Linked DNA regions of Mus musculus: region 1 is linked to region 2. The links are chromatin contacts, called in public HiChIP or PLAC-seq maps. All regions are on one chromosome and are shown on one strand. Each heading gives the region's core, a stretch centred on a gene start, on an enhancer-like site or on the middle of the called end of the contact. The rest is flanking DNA. Distances are from core to core; before and after follow the strand shown. Region 1 overlaps Zfp993 (zinc finger protein 845). Region 2 has its middle 31 kb from the start of Gm13212.

Evidence for each region. HiChIP or PLAC-seq counts read pairs in DNA pulled down with a chosen protein or histone mark.
Region 1: a contact with region 2 is called in an H3K4me3 HiChIP or PLAC-seq map of embryonic stem cells, with 17 times the contacts expected there. The contact joins two enhancer-like sites. A contact is called at or near these places in 4 of 115 datasets of contacts at active chromatin or transcription factors (double positive thymocytes, embryonic stem cells, extraembryonic endoderm stem cells and 1 more) and 2 of 9 other capture datasets (adipose tissue and liver).

Annotation. Positions count from the first base shown.
Region 1 is chr4:146,906,630-146,913,345 of GRCm38.p6, reverse strand. All of the region lies in intron 6 of Zfp993 (zinc finger protein 845), which reads right to left. Among named protein-coding and RNA genes, the nearest start is that of Gm21411, 8.8 kb to the right of the region's middle. Within about 2 kb of position 3,750, at least 20 of the 459 cell types and tissues checked have an H3K27ac peak or open chromatin away from gene starts, as enhancers often do. A contact at or near this core is called in embryonic stem cells, where this site is marked.
Region 2 is chr4:145,550,780-145,558,297 of GRCm38.p6, reverse strand. No RefSeq gene overlaps it. Among named protein-coding and RNA genes, the nearest start is that of Gm13212, 31 kb to the left of the region's middle. Within about 2 kb of position 1,442, at least 11 of the 459 cell types and tissues checked have an H3K27ac peak or open chromatin away from gene starts, as enhancers often do. A contact at or near this core is called in embryonic stem cells, where this site is marked.

The DNA.
Region 1 (6,716 bases), core at 2,501-5,000, 1.4 Mb before region 2:
CTTCCTGTAGACAATGTTGAGTGTAACTTTTAGATTCTGACCCCAGGGTGGTTCATTTTAGGAATAATTAAGCACAGTATAATTTTGGAAAGAAAATTCTTGGTAATAATTGTCTCAATTCTCTGTGCACATGAAAATGTGAAGATGAAAGTGTGACTACCTCAAAAGTCTTTTGCAAAGTACATGTGAGTCTTTCTTAAAGTTGGATTCTAAAACTAAAGGGCCAAGAGGAGGATCAAGCATACAGTGTAGAGGACACCAAGCTACAACTCCTGCAAGCCGTGTTTGTATTGCCTGAGAAACAATGATCAAGGGAAGATTGTCTGGGACAATTTTATAATCTAGGACTTTCAGGTGTTTTGTGGAACTACATCTAGCACAGGTCACCATGCCACTTACTGCATCCATTCCCTCACTTCTGGTCAGAAAAAAAGTGTACTTCTCTTCCACTGAAGAGAGAACTCTGTGGTTTTATTCCTGGTTACCTTAGAGCTTATTTTTGACCACGAGGTCCCTTTGCTCTCTACAGAAAAAATATATTCTATGGTTGTTTCTAGTTCTTAGGATGTTAACGCTGTGTTAGTGTAAATAGAAAGACAGTCAAAAATTTTAAAGCATATAAATTATGTTGTTCAGATATACAAAGTGTGATTACATTGCTTGACTCTATAGACCTCAAACATGCAAGTGCTGCTGGCATAATCCCAGCAATCAGAACACTGGGGCAGGTGTATTATTCTTCATTTGGGGCCAGACTATTCTAAATCAAAGTGACTTTATACCCTGTGGGCCCCAATTTCCTCTTTTGGCCTTTCTGAACTCTCCACATGGGTTGAAGTTAATTTCCTAAACTTTTATGCAGGTGTGTCTGTGCATTTTTAAATGTTTATTGCTATATTGGTAGAGAACTATGTGCTAGCAGGATCTTGATATTGTCATTTCTATGTCTCATCACCAGGCTTACATTTGTAAATACTTGTCTCCACACCTGCTGAGATATTTGAATGGCAGGCAGCTCTCTATGCCTAGAGGTAATCCACATAATTCTGGAGATGTCTCACATCTGATTGCTTGTAAGAAAAAAACCTAACATCCAATTCCTGGGACAAGAATTGGAGGGTGGAAACTCTGGATGGAAAAAGTGATGTAGGGAAGAGCAAGCAGGTGGAAGAGATTTAGTGGGAGACAGAGAAGAGAACAGATAGATGGGAACAGGGGCAGAGAGGTAAAGAGCAAGCTACATATGAGGTCATAGGCTTGAATAGTCTGAAATTTAAATGATCATTGGTAGACTGCTCCAATGAAAGGCCTATGCTTTAAACGATATAGAAACCTTCTTCTCATTATTTATAACACTGGTGTGTCCACAAGTATGCCCACTACACTCATGTCCATATGCAATGTGCACACACACACACACACACACACACACACACACACACACACACACATATAAAACTTTTAACAGGGGTGCTTTGGGTTTTAAGTCAAATTAGATATTGATTGGATATTCACAATAAATTCATGACATCATTGACCTAGCATATTTTGGAGGAAGGACAAATTTTAGATCAATGTCTTTTTGGTTGGTTCTGTGTATATATTTCACTTTTTGTAGCTTGCAAAACCCTTCCCATAACAAGGACTGTGGAACATAAGAGCCAATATTCTTGGAGTCACCAGCTTGACCTCTTCATACACAGTGAGTTGTGTAAGTCTGCTCGTTAGCAATGAAGACTTATTGTCAGTTTGTAAAATGCCACACCTTTTGTTGTCAATACCCTGCAGTGTTTGCTTATTTTTTTTAATTAGGTATTTCCCTCCTTTACATTTTCAAGCTCTGTTAAAAATTTCTGTATACTATACCATTCCTTTCCCATGTAATGGCATTTTCTTGATGTTCCCGAAAATATTGCAAAGGTCTTTCTTAAGACCAGCAATGGTGACACAAAAGCCAACAGACATATATAGAGTACACAGAGAGACACAAACATGGAGACAGAAGGCAGACACACAGGAAGAGATATATACAAGGCAGCATTCAGCAAGTTACAGGTTTAGATTAACTGACTAGACACCCAGGGGATGGAAGCCTTAGATAACAGGTAGTAGAGAATTCAACTTTGGACTCAGACTTAGTTAAATTATCTCTGAGGGAAAGGTTATTGATTCTTTTCTTAACTCATGTGCATTATTAATCACCAGTGTGGTTAATCTGTACATATATGCAGAATCAATTAACTTGTGAACTTGTGACATAATTTTTCTTTCTTTCTTTCTTTTTTTTTTTAACATAAGCACAATATGGGAAAATATAAAACTCACCACAATGGGTAACAAGGTGTCCATGGGCTCAGAACCCTGTTCTCTAAAGAAAGACCATCAGGTCTAGACTTGTGCTTCTGAGCTCTTACTTCCATGCTGGCCTAGAATCCATTTTTAACCTCTCACAGTCATCACAACAGGTTTTGAACCTCAGAGGTCACAAGAGAATCCTGGAACTCATTACTTTCATGAAAGAGTTGACTTCCAGCCATATTCTCTAAGGTGACTTGGGTAATTCTCCAGTCTCCTTTCCACAGCCTATGAAGATATGCATGGGTATACATAGAATATTATAGAGCACAATCAGGGAATCTTCTATGAACAAATGGCTAAACAGTTCAGTATGTATTGTAGGTCTCTTTCTATTTTTTCCTTCCTTCCTTCCTTCCTTCCTTCCTTCCTTCCTTCCTTCCTTCCTTCTTTCCTTTCTTTATTCTTTCTTTCTTTTGCCAAATATCTAAACACTTTTTGAAAGGAATTTTTCTTTATTGCCTCACCCTTCAAGCAGTAAATAATATTGTGCCTAAACCTAACATCATTTTATTCATCATTTTCTTTGACTAAGGTATCCAATTCCTCTACATTTTGTCCTAGTCTAATAATCTGTCTCTCACACGTTCTCTATGAGTTATTATTATTTGCCTTACTGCATTTTCTTTTCAGGATCTTTTCCTTGTTTATTTCTAAGCACATATTGAACTCAATTTTCATATCCTACGTTGTCCTCCTTTCCTTTAGGCATTTGCTATTATTCTTTAGCCCAAGAATCATTTTGTTCCTGTTCTCTTTCAGTTGATATATGTGGTTTACACACTTTAATCTCTTTGATAATGACTCTGGGTTTTCTATTCTTTACCTAGGATATCATGTAAATTGCTATCTTTATAAGATACATACACAGTTGATAGTTTGAGCCAAAGACATTTTATCTTAACTTTACTTTGTTTTGGGTATTGAGCATCAGAATTCAGAGGGACTGCTTAATTGTGTGCATTTTTAGCCCAGGAGGATAGACTCCCATTGTGAGAAGTTAGGCAGGATCCGTTGTATCTGAAGGATTCAGAACCCAGGTGCAGTGTCTTACTACATTCAGTTCTGGTCTAGTCTGGCAGCAACCTTGTGGGAAGCTGAGGAGAGTAGATCCTGAGAAGTTGTGTTTCCACAACAGAGTTGGAGGAGTGGTTCCTGATGGGGAGGTTGGGCCTCCTACATGATTAGATAAGTTTAAGAAAAAGACAAAATAAAAACAAAGAATCAATCAATCAATGAATTAAATAAGCAAGCAAGCAAAAATCCAAACCAACAAAAATTGCTCTGAAGAACCGGGAAGCTAATTAATTAAAAAGTCCTGAAGTAGGTGGGCTTAGAAGAATGGCAGGAAGCTGCTGAGTATTGGGCGGGTCCAGAAGGAGTGGCTCTGAGGAACCTAGATTTCCGCCATTCCAGCATTCTCAATGTTTCTCGGCTGCCTCGTGGTCAGGAAGTCGTGGAGGGAGACTAGTGCCTAGTGTTTGCGGAACCTGAAAACTTCCTTAAGCTGCAGTTGCTGTGCTGGCCTCCTAGGATATTCAGCAGCTGGTCCTGTCACCTGCCAGGTCAGAGGAGCTTTTGTGCTGGGAAACGGGCAGGAGCAGGGCAGGCGCGTGGAGCAGGGGTGCGTTTTCTGCCACTCTTACAATTCTGTTGTGGATATCTTACCATTATCAGGAAGTTTTAGTTCCTGTGAATTGAGTTTATGGTGATGTTTTAATTGATTTTATGGTTGCCAGAATATTTTTATAAAACAACCCTGTACATCCTTGGCCCTCTGTGGAGTTTGTATACCGGGAGGGTTGTTTTTGCAAAGGCCTTAATAAAGTTCCTCGAATTCAATGCTTTCTTAACTCCCCTGTTCCTCAATTTGCCATTTAATTTCCCTTTCTCTAGGGAACTGAGTAGGCATCCCGAGAGAGCTTTGTAGGTATTTGTCATATGGGGACCAGTGCAGATTTGATAGAATTAGAAAATATTCCTTATAAAGCACCATCGTATGGCTGTAAATATTATCATTAACCAAGCAAAGTTATATTCTCCGTTAGCTGAACACAGAGGTATATGCATACTTTGATGTAAATACATCATTGAGAAATGTGTCTACATATGCTTTGTTATTAGTGTCACACCTTAGGTTTGAATAAAACATGAAGACAGGATTGCAGCAAGGTACTTGTGAGGAGAAATTTCCTTAAGGAAATGAGGACAACATAGGATATGAAAATTGAATTCAATAGGTGGTTATAAATACAAAGAAAGGAAAAGAAAAAAGAAAAGAAAAGAAGACCCTGAAAAGAAAATGCTGTAAGGTGAATAATAATCATTCATAGAGAATGTGTGTGAGACAGATTATCAGACTTGAAGATATATAGTAGGTTCTGTTAAACCTGAGTGTCGCCAGAGAAAAACCAATTCCTCCATGTGGGCCAGGTTTATCAAATAATACATCCTGACCAAGTGATAGATTTTGGTCACATGCTACAGGCATTTTATAGGCCATTGTACTTTCCTATGAGGCTTTATCATTTTCCTAACAAATGCAACCTACAGCACTTCAAGAAGATACCTGGTTCTTGTGCTGGTGGTAAGGTTAATTTTTGGCATTTTAGTGAATTCAGAGATATCTGGTTGGGTCCAGACTGAACCAGGCCATCAGGTGGGGGAGGGGAATTGAGGATGTGATAGAGAATAGAGGGGCAGGTCTAGAGATAACCAGCAGCCAAGAAAGCACCTATCCAACTATGACTTCATTGATATGTTAACAGGTACCCCAGGTAGCCATTCTTCCTGAATTTCTTTGAATTTTTCCAAGGTTCAGCCTACCATGCTGTGCGGTGATGATTTCAGGAGTAGATATTTTAATAAGTGGAAAATTTTCAATGGATTTTTGTTTGTTTGTTTGTTTTTGGATATTGGTTTTTTCGAGACAGGGTTTCTCTGTGTAGTCCTGGCTGTCCTGGAACTCACTTTGTAGACCAAACTCAGAAATACGCCTGCCTCTGCCTCCAAAGTGCTGGAATTAAAGGAGTGCACCACTGCCTGGCTTTTACTATGGATTAAGACAAAATGAGACAGTATCTTTTGAATAATTTTGATCGCTTACTTTACTGGATTACTGTCTGGATTCTGGATCAGAATAATTTTCTTCCAGTCTTCCCTCCTCCTCTTCTGTGTTGCTCGGAAAAAGACTTTATGTGTGTTAACTGTGTGACTGACTCTCACATCTTTAGGGTAAATGAAATACTCAGAGAAAAATAGGCATTCTCTTCATATCTTCTCTTCATGTTTATCCTTTGCTCGGGTATTGACATCTTTCATTTTTGTTCCATGAACAGTTCCATGTTCATTCTAAACAATATTTTCCCATTTTCAGGTCTCCATATGCTCAGTCAAATCTCCATAACTGTAAATCAACACTAAGAGCACTAGAAGGTTAAAGGTCAAGGAGACTCTCACAAAGGATCCAGATATGTTAGAGGTATTGAACAATGGGTGGAGTTGGGCTCGCCTGTTAGTAGAAAGAGGACATGAATTTGATTTTGCCAGATTCTATTTCCTTAATGATTCTGGAAAAGAATAATATTAGATGTGATGATATGGATTTGCCATGGAGGGAAGTGCTGTCAGCTGTCACTTGATGTCAATATTTAATTAATTTTGATCCTGGGAAATTGCTGTTGCCCATTGCAATCAAAGTTTATTTTATCCAGATTGAAAGCAGCATCAGGCTATGGTTGTAACAAGGGCAATTTATACATAAAGCACATGTCAGCAGTAGATTCCCTCCTAGGGCCTATGACCTTCCTTACTGGATTTTTAGGCAGATTTTCTTTTCTTTTTTTTTTTTTTCATTTTTTATTAGGTATTTAGCTCATTTACATTTGCAATGCTATACCAAAAGTCCCCCATAGCCACCCACCCCCACTCCCCTACCCACCCACTCCCCCTTTTTGGCCCTGGCGTTCCCCTGTACTGGGGCATATAAAGTTTGCGTGTCCAATGGGCCTCTCTTTCCAGTGATGGCCAACTAGGCCATCTTTTGATGCATATGCAGTTAGAGTCAAGAGCTCCGGGGTACTGGTTAGTTCATAATGTTGTTCCACCTATAGGGTTGCAGATCCCTTTAGCTTCTTTGGTACTTTCTCTAGCTCCTTCATTGGGGGCCATGTGATCCATCCAATAGCCGACTGTGAGCATCCACTTCTATGTTTGCTAGGCCCAGGCATACAAGAGACAGCTATATCAGGGTCCTTTCAGCATAATCTTGCTAGTGTATGCAATGGTGTCAGCATTTGGAAGCTGATTATGGGATGGATCCCCGGATATGGTAGTGTCTACATGGTCCATCCTTTTATCTC
Region 2 (7,518 bases), core at 193-2,692:
GAAAAGCAACCTAGCCTCAAAACCTTTGGCTAAAATCTTGTCTACCTGCCAGATATGCTAGGGGAATGATGGCACAAACCATGTAAGAAAAGCTAACCAATGTCTCTTTTGACGTAAATCCTACTCTGTAAGCTGAAACTCATAACCAATTCTGCATGAGTAGCTAGGAACCACACAGTAGATAAAATAAACACCCAGGGGAAAAACAAACACTACCACTCAAGGAAAAATATCAACGATGTGATCCCCAATGATATTCTGTTATACTCAAGACCAGTGTCTTATTCTGTCACCATCCAAGAAGCTTCCTCCTGCATCAGACAGGAAGAGATGCAGAAACCTACCCACAGATGTTAAGTAAAGACAAGAGTCCTTGTCACAGACCTTTAAATCAAACCTACCCCAAAATAGGTCAGGCAACTGCATGTGAGAAAGAATGAAATAGCCAGATGTGTTAGAGGACCCAAGGAGAAAAGGCTATCTGAATCAAATGAACCAGGTTCATGTGAATTTACAGAGAAAAAAGCAATAAACACAGGGCCTGTATAGGTTTGTGCCTGGTCCTCTGGCATATATTATAACCTCTAAGCACCACCAGCCCAAGAAACAGGTAACTTCTTGGAATGCTGCAGGTTGCAAGTCTTAGGAAAATGATAAATCCTCATAGCCTATACAACCCCCTGTAGCATGTGACCCAAGTCCATCTCTTAGTCAGGATGTAATATCTAATAAAGCTTACCCACATGGTGGAATTCATTTTTCTCTGGCGATTCTCTGGTTTAACAGAACCAACAATATATCTTCTCTTCAGCCATACTTTGCAGCAATCTTGTCTTTGTTTTTCATTCAAACCTAAGGTGTAACATTAATACTTAATCCTATGAAGACACATTTTGAATGCTGTATTTACATCAAAACCTGCATATACCTCAGTGTAAAATTAATGGAGATTGTAACTTTACTCAGTAAATGTTAATATTTACAGCCATTTGATGGTGCTTTATAACCTACATTTTCTAATTCGGTGAAATCTGCAATGGTCCCTCATATAACTAATATCTACAAAGCTCTTTTGGAATGTCTATTCAGTCCCCTGTTAAAAGGGAAATGAAGTAGCAAACAGAGAAACAGGGGAGTTAAGAAACATGGGAGAATTTGAGTTCAAGGAGCTTTATTGAGGCTTTATCAAAGAGAACTCCTGTGTACAAACTACAGAGGCTGCCAAGGATCGAAGAGGTTATTTAGAAAAATATTCTGGCAAGTATACAATTAATTCAAGCATCACCAAAACCCCCAGGTTCATAGAATCTCAAACTTCCTAAAAATGGTAAGATACCCACAACAGAATTGTGAGTGTGGCAGGAGAAACTGCACCCCTGCTCCACACCCCTGCTCTGCTCCTGCCCATTTCCCATCCCAACAGCTCCACTGACCTTGAAGGTGAAAGCTGCTGAATGTTCTGGGAGTAAGGCACAGCAGCTGCAGCTTAAGGAGGTACCTCAAATACTCTCCCAATACAACTTCCTGAACACTAGGCATCTGAGATACATTGTCTTTTAAATATGAAGGACAAGCCCCCTTTTAAAACCTGTGGAACAGATATTTTACAATTTTCAGAACCCCAACTTTCAGAATTACAAGTCTTACTTCAGATTAGAAATTATCTTTTCTCTACTGGACATGTGCAAGGTCATTCTGTGCTTCCTGATCAGATATATGAAGGTAAGGATTAGTTTAATTTCTTTTTTTTGGGGGGGGGGGTTTCAAGACAGGGTTTCTCTGTATAGCCCTGGCTGTCCTGGAACTCACTCTGTAGACGAGGCTGGCCTCAAACTCAGAAATCCACCTGCCTCTGCCTCCCTAGTGCTGGGATTAAAGGCGTGCGCCACCATGCCTGGCTTAGTTTAATTTCTTAACAAAAGCTTGTTGCTTTTCCTATGAAGATAACATAGCAAGATCTTACATTACAAATCACCACTGCACTCAGAAAACTGCTCCTGCATTCCTGCAAATCTGTTAGCTCAGCTTGGGTATTTAACCCCTGATGAGCCTATATCCCTGGGATTTAAAACAGACAAATGTTACACATGTCCTGTCTTTGGGAAAGTTTGCTTTTATTCCTGTATGTATATATGCTGAATTCTCATTGTTATTTATACCTTTGCCTAACCTGGGGAAACCTTCAAAGATATGATACAGTATTTGTTTTATTAGTTTATAATGCCAAGGCCTCAAAATCAGAAAATACTTAAAAGGCATATTAAACTTAAAAGGCGTATTAAAATTGGTGTTTGACTCTTAGTTTCTCATATTCCACTGACATCTCCTATAATTCACAGGGACAGGCTATTGTAGAATGAGCTCATCAAACCTTAAAAGATATAGACATCTAAATTACAAAGTAGGGCTGGTGAGATGGCTCAGTGGGTAAGAGCACCCGACTGCTCTTCCGAAGGTCTGGAGTTCAAATCCCAGCAACCACATAGTGGCTCACAACCATCTGTAACAAGATCTGATGCCCTCTTCTGGAGTGTCTGAAGACAGCTACAGTGTACTTACATATAATAAATAAATAAATCTTTTTAAAAAAGTAAAATTATAATTATTGATCTCCTTATAATACTTTATATAACAATAAATAAGTCAATTTTTTAAACTTTTCTAGCCCCTAATAAAATAAAGACCTATTAACAGGATAATAAAAATGACTGATGTTTTTCTGGGAGAAGATCTGTTTATATATTTACAGGACTCTGCAGAGAATTTGTATGTACATGAAGAACAACTTGTCCTCAAGGAGATTAAAATCACAACTTAATATTCAGTGAAAACCTATACATCAAAATTAGGATAAAGTAAAGTTTAAAGTATGAAATAAAAATATAAGCAGAAAAAAAATCTCACATGCTCTCTCAATTTATATCCACCCATCAAGGATGCACTCGCCTTGCAGAGTCACAGCTGGATAACAGAGTGTTAGGGCTCCATCCTCTCAGATGAGGTCATGCTTCCATCCCACCTCAGTGTCCTCTATGACCATTGGGCTAAATGTCCCTTTTTTGTGTGTACACAGCAGTCTCCTCTGTGGTGGCTAGCTGGTAGCCTGAGGCTCCTGGCCTACTTGCTCATGCAATGGCTGTTGGCTGACACCACAGATCTCCTGCCCAGGTATCTGCTGTGTGAATGATAGGGTTGCTCTTATTCTCTGTCTCAGAAAGCACCTCTGAATAATAACTTAGTAAAATCATTCTCTTTTTCTGCTTCCCTATCTCTGACTCATTTGCCCTTTGTAAGTCATCCACCTCTTTTGGGTTAAAAGGAGGATGGAGAAACATAGGGAGGAAGAGGTAGGAGAGGAGAAGGAAGTAAAGGAGGAAGAGGAGGGGAGGAGGAGGAGGAGGTTGTAGGCAAGGAGCAGGGACCCTGAGTACCACCTTCTCATATTACAGAGAGTGAGTTAGAGTAGCTGTCACCAGCATTTCCAGTCTGGGGACACTAAGGTGAAGAGCAAGCAGGTCAGATTTGCAAATGGAACCTGACCTCTTGCTCTGTAACCAAAGTGACTGTAGGAGGTCACCAAGGTGTGGGAGGTAAAGGTGTGGGTGGTAAAGACATGAGAGATATAGGAGTGGAAGTTGTGGGAGGTTTTGGTGTGGGAGGTGTAGGTATGGGAGCTGTGGGAAGTGGAGTTGTGTTCCTTCTGCAGTAGCTGAAATTGCATCTTAAAGGGCAGCTGCCTACTCTGTCATGTCATACTGCCTTGTCTGATTCAAGGATAGTGGCATTTGTTGCTCCAGAAGGGAGCATCAGAGAAGTTCACAGATGGAGGTTCCAGCCAGTCATACCAGCTCCCTACATGGGAGACAGAGACAGGAACACCCACCCTCCAGGAGTTCACACAGTAACACATGTGTTAGTCAGGGTCCTTTAGGAGAGGATCTGAGACAGAATACATATCATAAGGAAGACTGGTTGCATTGACTTCCATGATATGGACCCAGTGGTTCCTCTATCCATGAGCTGGATGACTTAGCAGTTCCAATATGGTGTTGAAGGCCTTGGGCATTCCTGGAGAGTCTCTGGGCTTCAGCCCATATTGAAAGGCTGAAGAAACTGGGCTTCTCAAAGAAATGAGACAGGCACACTTACCAGCAAGGAATGAAGGTAGGCAAACAAATAGCAGTGTATTTTCCTTTAACTTCTGTCTCCTCTGGGAATCTTCACCCACCCTAGAAACACCTCTATAGACCCACACAGAGGTTTGTCTCATAGTTAATTTCAGATCCAACCAACTAGACAATCAGAATTAGCCTTCATGCTGTGCTGAGCCCCCTGCAAGTCCAGAAGAAAGCTCCAGGCATGTAGCCTTTAGGAATCCTCACTTGCCCTGGGGTGGGGTTTTCTATGCTGAAGCAGCTTTTGAGTCACTGCTCTGCCAAGTAACCCCACACACTCCCTGATCCACTGAGTCATACCTTGGTGGGAGGGTGTCTTTGGTCTGTGGTGGTACTCTCTGTGGGCTGTCTAGACATTGTTCACCTCTCCCCAGGAGTCACCCAGTAGCAGAGATGACTTCATGGCACCTTTGTCCCATCTGTAGGAACCTTTGTCCCACCTGTAGGGCCCATCTGTAGGGACCTTTGTCCCATATGTAGGGACCTTCGTCCCATCTGTTGGTCGGTAGTGAAATTGTTACCCTCTTGTCGTGAACCACCCATCTGATTCAGAGACCTCTGGGTCATTTCTCTGGTTTTGGTTGTCCCAGTGGAAGTGGACAAAGATGTCTTTGGGTTTGTAGATGATGATGTTTTCTGAAACGCGTGCTTTCTGTTTGCAGCTGTCCTCTCAGGCCTTAAGGACCGGAGGACTGTGGTCCGCAGACTTACTAAGAGGACCTACAGGCTGCCACCCTGGGGGATGCCCTGGGAAGTTGGGAGAGCCAGGGCTGTCTGGTAGTTTCCGGAGATCGATCAGAGGGACCGAGTTCTGTTGTTGAAGCTGGCCTGCTTGTGGAGGACACAAAAGGGTCACGTGTGTCTAGATCTGTTGGTTTTTGTTTTGTGGTCTTTTTTGTGTGTGTTTTGTTTTTTTGTTTTTCGAGCCAGGGTTTCTCTATATAGCCCTGGATGTCCTGGAATTCACTTTGTAGACCAGGCTGGCCTCGAACTCAGAAATCCGCCTGCCTCTGCCTCCCAAGTGCTGGGATTAAAGGCGGGCGCCACCATGGCCGGCTGTTTTGTGTGTTTTTTTATATGTGTTTAGAGCTATGTGAAAATCTAGAGAAGCGAAGGTAATTCTCATAGGTGCTTGTGTGTGCTAGAGATGATTTACACATGAGAGAACGGGTTTGAAAAAGCAGTACTTTCTGACTATCTGGCGATAATTTGGTGAAAGAGAAAAAACAGACAGTATCAATTGGTCTTTGGAGCCCAGCACCTGTAGTTAGAAGTCTAGTGTGGCTTGAGAAGTCCTGCTAGAAGCTAATTGTAAATGCTGCTCTGAAAGAAGACCTGAAAGCCCCACACTGCTTCCAAGATAGAGATTCGCTCTACATTAGACACCACCGCACAGAAAACCTTGAGATTCAGTGGAAAGGCCCTTGTATTATGCTTCTGCTTTTCCATGTGTGTTAGAAAACTGTGTCTAGTTCTAAGATTAGAACTATTTACTAGAAAGAGTGGGGATTGAAAGATCCTGAGAGAGAGTGAAAAATTATTTAAGCCCCTAGAACTGTGTCCAAAATAGGCCTCTCTAATGGCAGGGAGTAGAACTTGCCCCATTGTTCCAGGCTGCCAAGTGTTTGCAGTTTTTGCCAGGTGTTTGCAGTTTTTGCCTTTCTAATATACCTCTTGCAATTTGCATCAAGAACATTTCTCATGAGTGATTTGGGGTGTCGCCTATCCTGAGTCAGAACTTGGGGGAGTCCTCACGTTGTGGGTCTTTCACTTGTACAGCAATGGCATTACCTACTGAGCTATCTCCCTCCTTCTAGTATTGGAGATCTCAGGTGACATTACCAACAATCTCTACATTTGTTTATTTAAAAAGTATTACATGAGCCATGCATAAATACATGGATTTAAAATATCATCATGAGAACCACCTGGCTTAAGTCTTCTTAATGTTTATTTTTTTATTCATGTGTGTCTTAGGGCTGCCAGCCCTCAGGTCTATAGTGGTTACCTCAGGGATCACACCATCACTCACTCCCAGCACTGCCTAGCATCCATGAGTCCCTGAGTACCAAACCACCTCTACAGGAAGGAAAAGAAGGAAAAGAGCTGGCACCCTTTCCTGTGCACCCCTCTCCATGCAGTCCCACCAGGCTGAGCAGAAATCTGTCACTACCCCATCCAATCCTACCCCAGGGCCCCTGCTTCTTCTGACCTCCTGCTCATTCTAATGTTTTAGTTTTGGTGTGGCAGTATTTGCCTTTAATCCTAGCATTCACTGTGCCATTGTGGCTGGCCTGGAGCTCATGATCAGGTCAGGCTAGCCACAAACCCACAGCAAGTGCTTCTCTGGAGAGAGAGAGAGATCTTCCTTTGCTCTGCTTGACCTTGGCATTAGAGTGGTCACATTTGTGTTGGCAGCTGCCTGTGTGTGTTGGTCCTCACTGTGAAGTAACCCTCACTGGGTGCAGGCTCACTACCACACTGGTAGCACAGGCACTGATGAGCAGAGCTTACGTGGATTGGAGTGCATTTGGAGTTGATGTTTGGGTTCTACCTGGGTGTTCTGAGAGCCCAGAACCTAGTAGCTTTCCTTCTGCACAGGAGGTGGAAAATTGCCTGTGACACACAGCTATGAGAAGTTAAGGACCTTTGACACTCAGATGGCTAGGAGGACCACAAGGTCTGAACTGGACAGAATTTATACATAAAGACAGTATTAAGTCTGAAAGTGTGTCTTTTAATTTTTTCTTACTTTTTATTTTTTTAAAAATAAATAAATATATACATATACATATATACATATATATACATGTGTGTGTGTATATATATATATATATATATATATATATATATATACACTGTTGCTGTCTTCAGACACTCCAGAAGAGGGCATCGTATCCCATTACAGATAATGGAATTGACATCAGGACCTCTGGAAGAGCAGTCAGTGCTCTTAACTGCTGAGCTATCTCTCCAGCCCAGTGTCTTTTTTATTTTTACATTTTATACTTAAGGTTATTATTGGTGTGCATGTGTGCAAGTGCATGGGAGTATGCACCCCAGTGTGCATGTGGAGGTCAAAGGATAGCTTGCTGGGGTTGGTCCCCTCTTCCACTGTGGGTTCCTGGGCTGAGACTCAGGCTGTCAGGCTTGGCAGCAAGTGCTTCTATCTGCTAAACTGTGTTGGCCTGAGAATGTCTCTTTTTTTTAAAGGTTTGTTTTTTATTATTTTAAACCATGTCTCTGTGTGTTTTTGTCTGTGGGTATGTGTTGGGACAGAAAATGCTTCAAACCAAACTTGGGTTCTCTGCAAAAGCAATACTTGAACTTTATGGCTGAGCCA